Linked DNA regions of Bombyx mori: region 2 is linked to region 1. A link is a contact called in public Hi-C data. All regions are on one chromosome and are shown on one strand. The core of a region is the stretch at or near the end of the contact, and the rest is flanking DNA. Distances in the headings are between cores, read along the strand shown.

What was found. A called contact is a pair of places that touch in the nucleus more often than the background predicts.
Region 2: a Hi-C map of whole pupa shows a contact between it and region 1, with 5 times the contacts expected there. The contact joins the promoter of LOC101743158 here to the enhancer-like site in region 1. A contact is called at or near these places in 2 of 7 Hi-C or Micro-C datasets (both in whole pupa).

What each region holds. Positions count from the first base shown.
Region 1 is chr15:13,103,481-13,108,226 of ASM3026992v2, reverse strand. All of the region lies in intron 1 of LOC101743158 (division abnormally delayed protein), which reads left to right. Among protein-coding and RNA genes, the nearest start is that of LOC134200261, 9.5 kb to the left of the region's middle. Within about 2 kb of position 3,111, at least 3 of the 8 cell types and tissues checked have open chromatin away from gene starts, as enhancers often do.
Region 2 is chr15:13,135,069-13,139,819 of ASM3026992v2, reverse strand. It overlaps LOC101743158 (division abnormally delayed protein), which reads left to right and starts at 1,701. Exons shown (of 9, transcript XM_004922946.5): 1 at 1,701-2,040. The coding sequence starts at 1,908.

The sequences.
Region 1 (4,746 bases), core at 1,862-4,361:
CAAGTAAGTCCCGTTTTCCTACCTACCCTTTCGTGTCCGCTCATTCTCCGCAGAGTTCATATGCTCCCTTTCAGCTCATCAGCTCACGTTTAAGGTGACGCTCACCTGCGTCACCATACATTGAGACTTCAAGATGAAGTCCTAAGGTGATTGATGTTGCTCACGGTCAGTGGCTGTCGCTAACCACCTTATGCCAGGAGGCTATGAGCTCCTTTACCTGTCTCACTTGCTTTAGAGCAAGTAAAAAAATTACAATAGTACATTGTGCACCAAGGGAGAAAAGTTGGACATTTCCTCCCGCGTGTAAAATTGCCACCATTCTCCCGCGGTGCACGTACTATTTTTTCTCCTACCAGGCGGAAAGTTCGTGGAGTACGGAGCCGGGGTCCAGGGGCGAAACCCTGGCTGGGTGTAGGGGGGGGGGGGGCGGAGCCCCCCCTAACTCATAAAAAAACAATTTAACTGTTTTTTAATTTTTAAATAAACTACTACTAATTGAATAAGAAATGTCGGATGAACTCATCTTTGTTTAATATTTCACTATTAAACTTTATTGCCTTTTGTTTATTTCACTTTTACATTAAACACAATATTGCAAATTACCCGAGCACAACAATGGCGGAAAATTTTAGGTGCGTGAGAGCAGACGTAGACACTAACGCGCATGCGCACTTGTACCCAAGGAGAAAAAGTTACACTTTCTTCCCTGTGCAGCGGGAAGAAAACCGAACTTTCGGCGTAGGTAGGAGAAAAATTATCATTGTGACGAACATATCGTATACCGCTTAAACATATGTAGTGTTCAAACGAGAATATGTTGTTAAAACAAGTAGTTTCAAATTATCTGGATTTTTTTCTAGTTTTTAAAATGAATTCAATTATACTGTCGAAGGCTGTTAATCATTGAACGTGGGAAACATTAGAGAACATGGCGCCAGACCGCGTTCCAACTTTCAAATCAATATTTATTTAAACTTAAATGATGTAAGTGTAGCGCGGAATGTACGCGCATTTATTTAGGATTGGATTCCAGAGGTCTTACTCTTGAGGTGAGTATTTGCTGACTTAAAATAGTAGTGGCAATAGGTGAAACTATAATACTTCATAAAACGTACCTGTTGTCAAAAATACGTCTAGTAATCTTTTTTTTTTGCCTACCTATTAGCAGCTTCGTGGAGATATTCTGGTTATAAGTAACATTAAGTAACATTACATGTGATTATAAGGCATTAAGATGCGAGTTTTTAAAGTTTTCGATAGCGTAAAAGTTAACTCAATTTTGTATGGAGTTGGATCGTTTGCCTACGTTTGCCACTAGGGGGCGCTGTTCGAACTCCGTACAAATTTGTGTTAACTTTTACGCTATCGAGAACGTTTAAAACTCGCAATAAGCACACTGGCTTCGCCTTTGTAGGTGGGCAAGCTCACGGGGCTCAGTCTGAGAGCGTTTGCTAACATTTACCCTGGCAACAGTAGTGCGTTGCTGAATCTGCCGCCAGATTGGAATCGCAACCCACTCCCCACCCAATCGTGATCGGTGCTCGGAATACCTAAAAGCACCTGAATTGATCAAAGTTAATGTTCATCCAGTGATTGAAATTCGACCACAATCATAGACACCCCAAGACTTAGATTCATTTTATGTATTACATTGCCTCTTCACTGCATAGTATAAAACAAAGTCGCTTTCTCTGTTCCTATATCTCTATGTATGCTTAAATCTTTAAAACTACGCAACGGATTTTGATGCGTTTTTTTTAATAGATAGAGTGATTGAAGAGGAAGGTATGTGTGTAAGGAATGTGTATAATAACATTCATTAAATAGTGGATAAATCAATAATAAATTAAAATTTCCCAAGCGAAGCGAGAGCGGATCGCTAGTTTTATCTAATGTGCGTCCGGAAAAAGCATTCAACAGAAGTCTCGTAAAAGTGACACCTTCTTTTATTTAACGTAAGCTATTTTCTTTGGTTCACACAGTATTGAAAAGGGTGTTTTCTTAAAGACAACTTACATAATTTAAAAAGATTTGCTTAGCAAAGATTTTTACGATCATCATCATCACAGTCGGTTACTCTTGGCAGAACAGTTGTGGTCAAGCGGAATCCTTGTTTATTAAAGCCTTGACAGCTGTTCTCTTGGCGCACGCACACGTTAAGTGGGATTTTGGTAAGGATTTTCATTTGATCAGTCCAGCGCATGTGGTTTCGTCCACGACATCTTTTACAATACCACCTACTAAATTGTTCCTTATACAGAGACTCCTGTTTCCTCTCCTTACCCACGATCATGTAAAGAACTTTACTAAGTTATGTGGAATTTATATATCTATATTATTTTTCGTTCGGGGATTTAATACGTTCTTAAATTTCAATCTTTATTTTGAGGTCGATTGCTGATTTTGGTTCATCTGGACTGCATCTTTCCTGATCCCTGAGACTCTTTCAGATATTTCTAGTCTTTATAACCGTCTTCCAATCCAGCAAAGTATAGCGTCACATCAAGAATTAACTCTTTCCGAAAAGACGTACTTTCCTGTCTACATGATAAATATTATTATACTAGCTGACACGGCAGACTTCGTAGTGCCTCAATAGATAAATAAAAGACCTAAATTTTTGTATTTATAAAATAAACTTAAAACAAACAAAAGGAATTCGTCCGACGGGGGACACATCAAAGAAAAAATAAAATTGTTTTTATTTAATTTAATTATTTTTATTTCGTTCCGAGCATTTTCATATATATTGGCCTTTTAAACCTTCTCTGGACTTCCATAAGTAATTCAAGACCAAAATTAGCCAAATCGATCCAGCCGTTCTCGAGTTTTAGCGAGACTAACGAACAGCAATTCATTTATATATTTAGAGATAGATTTTGTAAACAATAAAAACCGAGCGAACAATTTCCTTATAATACCCATCACTTAACTTACAAGTCGCGTAATTAATAAATAACATAAAACCAATTAGCATAACAACTTAAATAAGTAGGTAGGTGTATAATTAAGATTAAATGTACATGCTTTATTTATCAGTGTTAAGTGTTATTAGCCTCCTGTATCCGCCTACGCTGTTCGTAAGTGACGTGTGTAAATAAAAATTGATTGTTCGTTGCAGCAATGTTACGTTTGTGTTGTGATAAAACTGATCGACACCTCTGTGAGTGTGTATAGTACACGATTTCGGCAATAAAACATAGTTTAGACATAGACACGGTAGGCAGCGGCTTGGCTCTGCCCCTAGGCGTTGCTGAAGTCCATGGGCGACAGTAACCGTGTAATTGTCAGCTATGGTGACCATTCGTACGGTTTTTGGCAGGACAGTACTGTTTTTTTAAGACGCTGTCCTTTTTTTAAAAGCATAAAATATGACCTATTATTTATTTCGATAGGCAGCGGCTTCGCTCTGCTCCTGGCATTGCTGAAGTCCATGGGCGACGGTAACTGCTCACTATCAGGTGGGCCGTATGTTCGTTTGCCTACAATATAAGTCTTCTTGGCTTAATGGATAATAATTAAAATGTTTTCCTGTTGAGTGATGCAATGCTATGCCACAATACAAATCTTACCGAAGATATCAACTTCTTTAAGTTTGTTTTAGGTTTAGCTTGAATATAAGGGTTGCACTTTACAATACTATTAAAATGTGGATTTAGTGTCTCAAAATGATTTGCTGCATTTGTGTAGCTTAAAAAAGCATCTGAAAATTATTGTCATAATTTTTGGAAATGAATACTAACAAATAAATAAAAAAGAAATGGAAATGAGCTAGGACCACACTTAATGTTATTGAAGACAACATGTCTATTAGTCTACACATAATAATGTTATTATAATAAGCTGGTGGTAGGACCTCTTGTGAGTCCGCGCGGGTAGGTACCACCACCATGCCTATTTCTGCGGTGAAGCAGTAAGGCGTTTCGGTTTGAAGGGCGGGGCACTTGTTGTAACTATACTGAGACCTTAGAACTTATATCTCAAGGTGGGTGGCGGCATTTACGTTGTAGATGTCTATGGGCTCCGGTAACAACTTAGCACCAGGTGGGCTGTGAGCTCGTCCATCCATCTACGCAATAAAAAAAAGCGGTTACAAACTTGGAATGATTGTACTATGAGAAGCAGAGACTGATATACATACTTATATACGTTGAAATATAAACATATACCTAGATGGCTACTAAACACCTAGACCGAGAGAAAACAAGCCTGTTCATCTCATGAATGTTTGCCCGATGTGGGACCAAATCCACTTCCCTCGGCCCAGCGGTCAAGAGCACTTCCTGCTGAACCATAAAGTAGGTCAAATAACGTAATAATGCTAGTACATTTTTTTCATAAATTCGCTTACAATTACTTAAACCTTAACCTCGTAAATCAAGTGAAATAATCCGACAGACAAACGACACACGCGGCACATACACAAAAACTGTTCTTTGTCCATGTCTGTAACACGTCAGTTATCGTGATGCATGGATTAAGTAAAATTTCGGACACCCACGTGACACACCCACACTGGACCTTATAAGGCAAGATCACTTAGCGCGAGATCTATAGTTCAAGATTTTTTACAACTCAAAAAGCTTCCGCTAACAGCTTGACGCCAATTTGACAGGTTTTAAACTAATTTCCATTAACTCACTGAGTGAGTTTCTTGCCAGATCTTTTCAGTGGGTCGCAACTCCGATCCGGTGGTAGATTCAGCGAAGCACTGCTCTTGCTAGTAAATTCTCTTAGGTCGAGCCC
Region 2 (4,751 bases), core at 452-2,951, 33 kb before region 1:
CGCAGAATCTACCACATCGTGTGATGAACAGGTTTGTTTGCTATTCGTCTGGTTGTTTATTTCCTATATATGCACATATATAATTAAATATATGTACGCATGTCAGTCTCTGGTATCCGTAACACATAATACTAATATGGAGCTGGATAACCGTGCGTCATTTGTTCTTAGTAATTAGTTGTTACGATTATAGCTAAATCGTTTTTCTATTATTATTATTAAAAAAACCGTAAATGTAGTTTTGATTAGATTATTGTATATATCAATAAAAGATCCCTAAATCAGAGATCCCTGTTAGAAATGAAGTTCCTTAATTTCGGTATCTCACCTGATCGCTCTTTGACTTGTCTAAAAAAGGTCGATCGATGATAATTTGTTTTGGAATTGTTTCATCTCTGCTTAAGTTCTTACGTTAGCATACTTCTATCAGAAGCTTTGAAATAGTCGTTTTTAATTTATCGAAGATGAAATTTTTAAATTTCTTCCTGACGTTTCTATAATACAATTAAGATTAACTATATATGAGTCGACTATTATCAAAGCCGGCAATCTGACTTTTGGATAATTATTGGTAAATCAGAAAAACGAATTATTGACTTTGTATTCCATTGGCAGTCACAAAACTCTTCGGAACGACATCTTAGATAAATAACAGGTTAATTATTAACCTTTATTTAATGCAGGTTTTGAACCGTATTCATTGAAGGAGACGATTATATTCAAATCAATCTGTATTGACATATCAATAACATTTTTTTGTCCAAATGCACAGATTGACACCTTTGATAATAGACGACTCATATGTAGGTTGATAGTTAATAATAAATCCAAGTTTAGTCTCTACGCTTATCATTAATAGCATTTGTTATTTCGCTATTTCGTTACGTGACGATTTCTAGTCAACCTCCACCGTAAGCCTTCCAACGAACTTCCTTCTGGCAATACTGAATTCATCAACAGATTATCCCAATACGAAAACATAATTAGTCCGGTTTTATTAGCTCCAACAAAATATTCAATTAAAAGCTTTCCTTAAGCTTCTTTATTCTCCATATAGCTTAATTATAAAACAGTAAAAAAGCAGCATCACATAAATAGTCGATCAGTTGTGGCACGTGTGAGAATTGTTAATTTATTTTTATTTGAATCCATTAATAATGAAGATCAATCTTGATTGTCATTTAAAAGATGTAACATCAGAACTTTGATTACAGAAACGGACCGAGCTAACTTTCGTACGCATATGAAACGGCTTTCAACAATAAATAATTTGAATATGATTAATGGGTGTCCATACATCGTGTTTAGCATTTAGTGAGGTGGCGCATTTGGCGGGCGGCGTCGGGGGGCGCTCGATAGATGCGCGCGCATCAACGCCGCCTGGCTGATGCAGGCGAGCCATCAGACACAGACATTGCGATGCCGACACAACTCCATTACAACTACAAACTACTCCGCACTAAAGGACAAATCATCCAATTCAATCAAAACAGCCTTTACATTCCTCTTACTGTATGATAAAAAAAAACTATGTTAAAATACTCAATAATACTCTTCACGATTCATCTGTCCTTGGATTAGCACGTTTTTACCGATTTTTCACGGACTGACGTCATTTCCTATAAAAATCGGATTCGATTCGCTAAATCGGCATGCAAGTTTCGAAAAGCTCGGCGCGGCGGGTCAAATTTATTTATCGTTAATAATTCGAGGTGCCGGCCGGTTCGGTTCTCGGCGACCGGCGCTACTCTGTGGCCAGTCCGGGAATTCGCTCCGATGAGGGTGCACGCGTCTCGATCGCTGGACACGACGAACGCGCGTACGCGAGTGAATTCAAAAACTAACGAGAGCGAAATTTAAAAAAAAAAAACAAAAACTTTTTTTTTCGTATTAGTGAAGGTGTGAACATGAGGTGTTTTATGGTGTTTTTGAGCGTGGTCGCGGTGGTCAGGGCCGCCGCCGGAGCCGCTACTTCCTGCGCCCAGTCTGAGGCTTACTTCTCCAGACACAATATATCAGCTGGTGACGACCAAGAACCAGGTGGGGATTTATGATTTGTATCTCGATCAAAGCTGAAACTTAATTGCGACGAGGATCAATGACACGTGAAACACACCGCTTTAGGACGTTTCGACGCGGAAATAAGTTGTGTATTTTAATTACTAATGGGTTGAGTTAATGGATTAATTACGGTGCGTTGAAGGGCTCCAGATACGTTGAAAAATCATTATCAATGTAATTTATCCTTAAATATTTACATGTTTGTTTCTTGTTGATTTAAACTTTTTATCTGTTTTACTTTTGGTTGCAATTGTGGTTCTGAAATAGGTATCTTTATTTTTTTCGTTCCTTTAAAATAATTTGAAAATAAATGAAACTATGAAAATTAGTTACAAAGGGACAGTTTTTATTTTTTCTTGCAGTCGCAATTTTTTTGCCTTACTATGAAATAGGTACTTATACTACAAAGTAAGTTACATTGTTACTTGTTACATTGTTATAATAAAATTTTATGAAACCTCAAATTTTTATTCAAAGTTAGATGCTGTACTTAACTATTAAAAGTATTGAAAATAATAAGATTATTTCACCCAAATCTTTAGAGTGCAGAAAGGCGACACGATTATTCGCAATGATACTAAATTAATCTAAATCTGTCAGACGATAACCTTTTTAACATGTTTAAAGAGAACTATACAAATTTATAGTCATAAAAAACAAAACGAGTCATACTGGCCACTCACTATAAAATCATCACACATGCAGCGATGACATGTGTATTGTTATATTTTAAGTTCTTTATACTCTGTGGCTTATGCACTCAGTTATATAAATTATCATTTACATTATCAAGACAGATTTTGTCAAAGTTTAACGTAATAACGTCGGGAATCGAAAATATCGGAATAACGTTTTTTTTCATAACTCGATAATTCTTATGGCAAAGGTGTATTAAAATATAATTGGTCAAAATATAAATTTCTACGTAAACTTTTTGGCTGCTTAATCTGACGACTGTTGTTATATGTATTTATAATTATAGACGGATAGACGTGCTCACGGTTCATCTGGTGCTAAGTGATTACTGGAATCCATAAATATCACAAACTGAATACTTTCACTTCGCGACATTAAGTGGAGGTTGCAATAGTATTAACATTACCTTTAGATCGTAGTCCATGAATGATTAAATGGTTAGAATTATGATACTTATAACATTTTAAGGAATACGCAATAAAACTCCGTTTTATAAATACTCAGTTTCTTTTCTTGCCAAAGTGTTTCTCTGCTGCCCTATCACACAATCTTTTAGCCAAATCATATTTTTGTGAATACCCTTCCGTGGGATTACAATACGCCCTACGACCAGTAAAATAAGATCACAGAGGATTCCGTAATTACAGATGAGTGAGCTGGAAAATAATTGCAGTAGCTTGCAGAGGCAAGAATTGCGGACCTTATCTCTTTGTAGATAGAAGTGTTTGATTTTTTTTACTATGAACGTGCACCACGTATTGGACCGCTGCTATAAGACTAGTATCTTAATCGTATCGGATGGTATCGGGAGCGCGCACGCGTCTAACATATCCGGTGACACATTCTATTCATTGACTTAAGTAATAAATGCTATTAAGAAGAAACTTTTTTTTCCTACCTATGCTGATAGCTATCAGAGGCTATTTCAGCTTCTCCTTGACGTATAGGTGAGCTCACGGGGCTCTAACCGGGAGTGTTGCTAACACTGGCCCTAGTAAGAGCAGTGCTTTGCAGAATCTACCATCGGATCGGAAACGCCACCCACTGAGAAGATCCGACGAGAAACTCAGTGGGCTGTATCTATGGGTTAATTTGCTCGTCGACTCCTTCGTCGCAAGCGACGGGTTCAACGAGGACGGTGACCGGAGGAAACTATGCTTCCGTTTAGCTCATACGAACCTATTGCCCTTTTTCCTCGCTGGATAATGTTACCACCACCCTACTCGACACCAGCTGGGTCTAAGGAATAAAATTAAAATACGAATATAATTCAATTATTTTTTTAAGTAAGCGTCTTTTCGTGTCTTTTGTAACGAAAATATATTTTTCGAATAGTCATTTGTTTGGAGAAAGAACGTTTTATGGAAAATTTGATGATAAGCGAATGTATGCGTTAATCGTATTTTGTTAGGGATTACTTTATCGCTATTATGTTAATACGATGCTAGTTTAAACCTCAATATTTCGTGTTGTTCTGTAACTTAATCTTGTGTTTTATATGTAATTTTTTGGCTTTGGAATGAACTCCCCTCCACGGTGTTTTCCGAGCGCTATGACATGTCCTTCTTCACAAACGAGGCTTGCGGAGAGTATCTTATGGTAGGCAGCGGCTTGGCTCTGCCCCTGGCATTGCTGACGTCGATGAGCGACGGTAACCACTCACCATCAGGTGGGCCGTATGCTCGTCTGCCTACAAATGCAATAAAAAAAATTTTTTTTAATTTTTTAAATAAGTCGTGTGTGATTTTCACTCTTTTAAAAAAAAAAATTAAAGTGTCTCGCACAAATGCGGCAATATTTTCGTTTAAAGAAGACTTGCTCGTCAAAGTTAAAATGTGAGAAAATTGCTTTGACATTGCCTTGTTGTTGAATAACGCCGTTTCAATCTCAATTGAGTCCGTCTGTCTGGTTTCATGAAATCTCGTGATTGTGTTTGTGTTTAATAAATTGTACTTCTCATGTGACAAATCCTTTTATTGATTTCTAGTCACTAG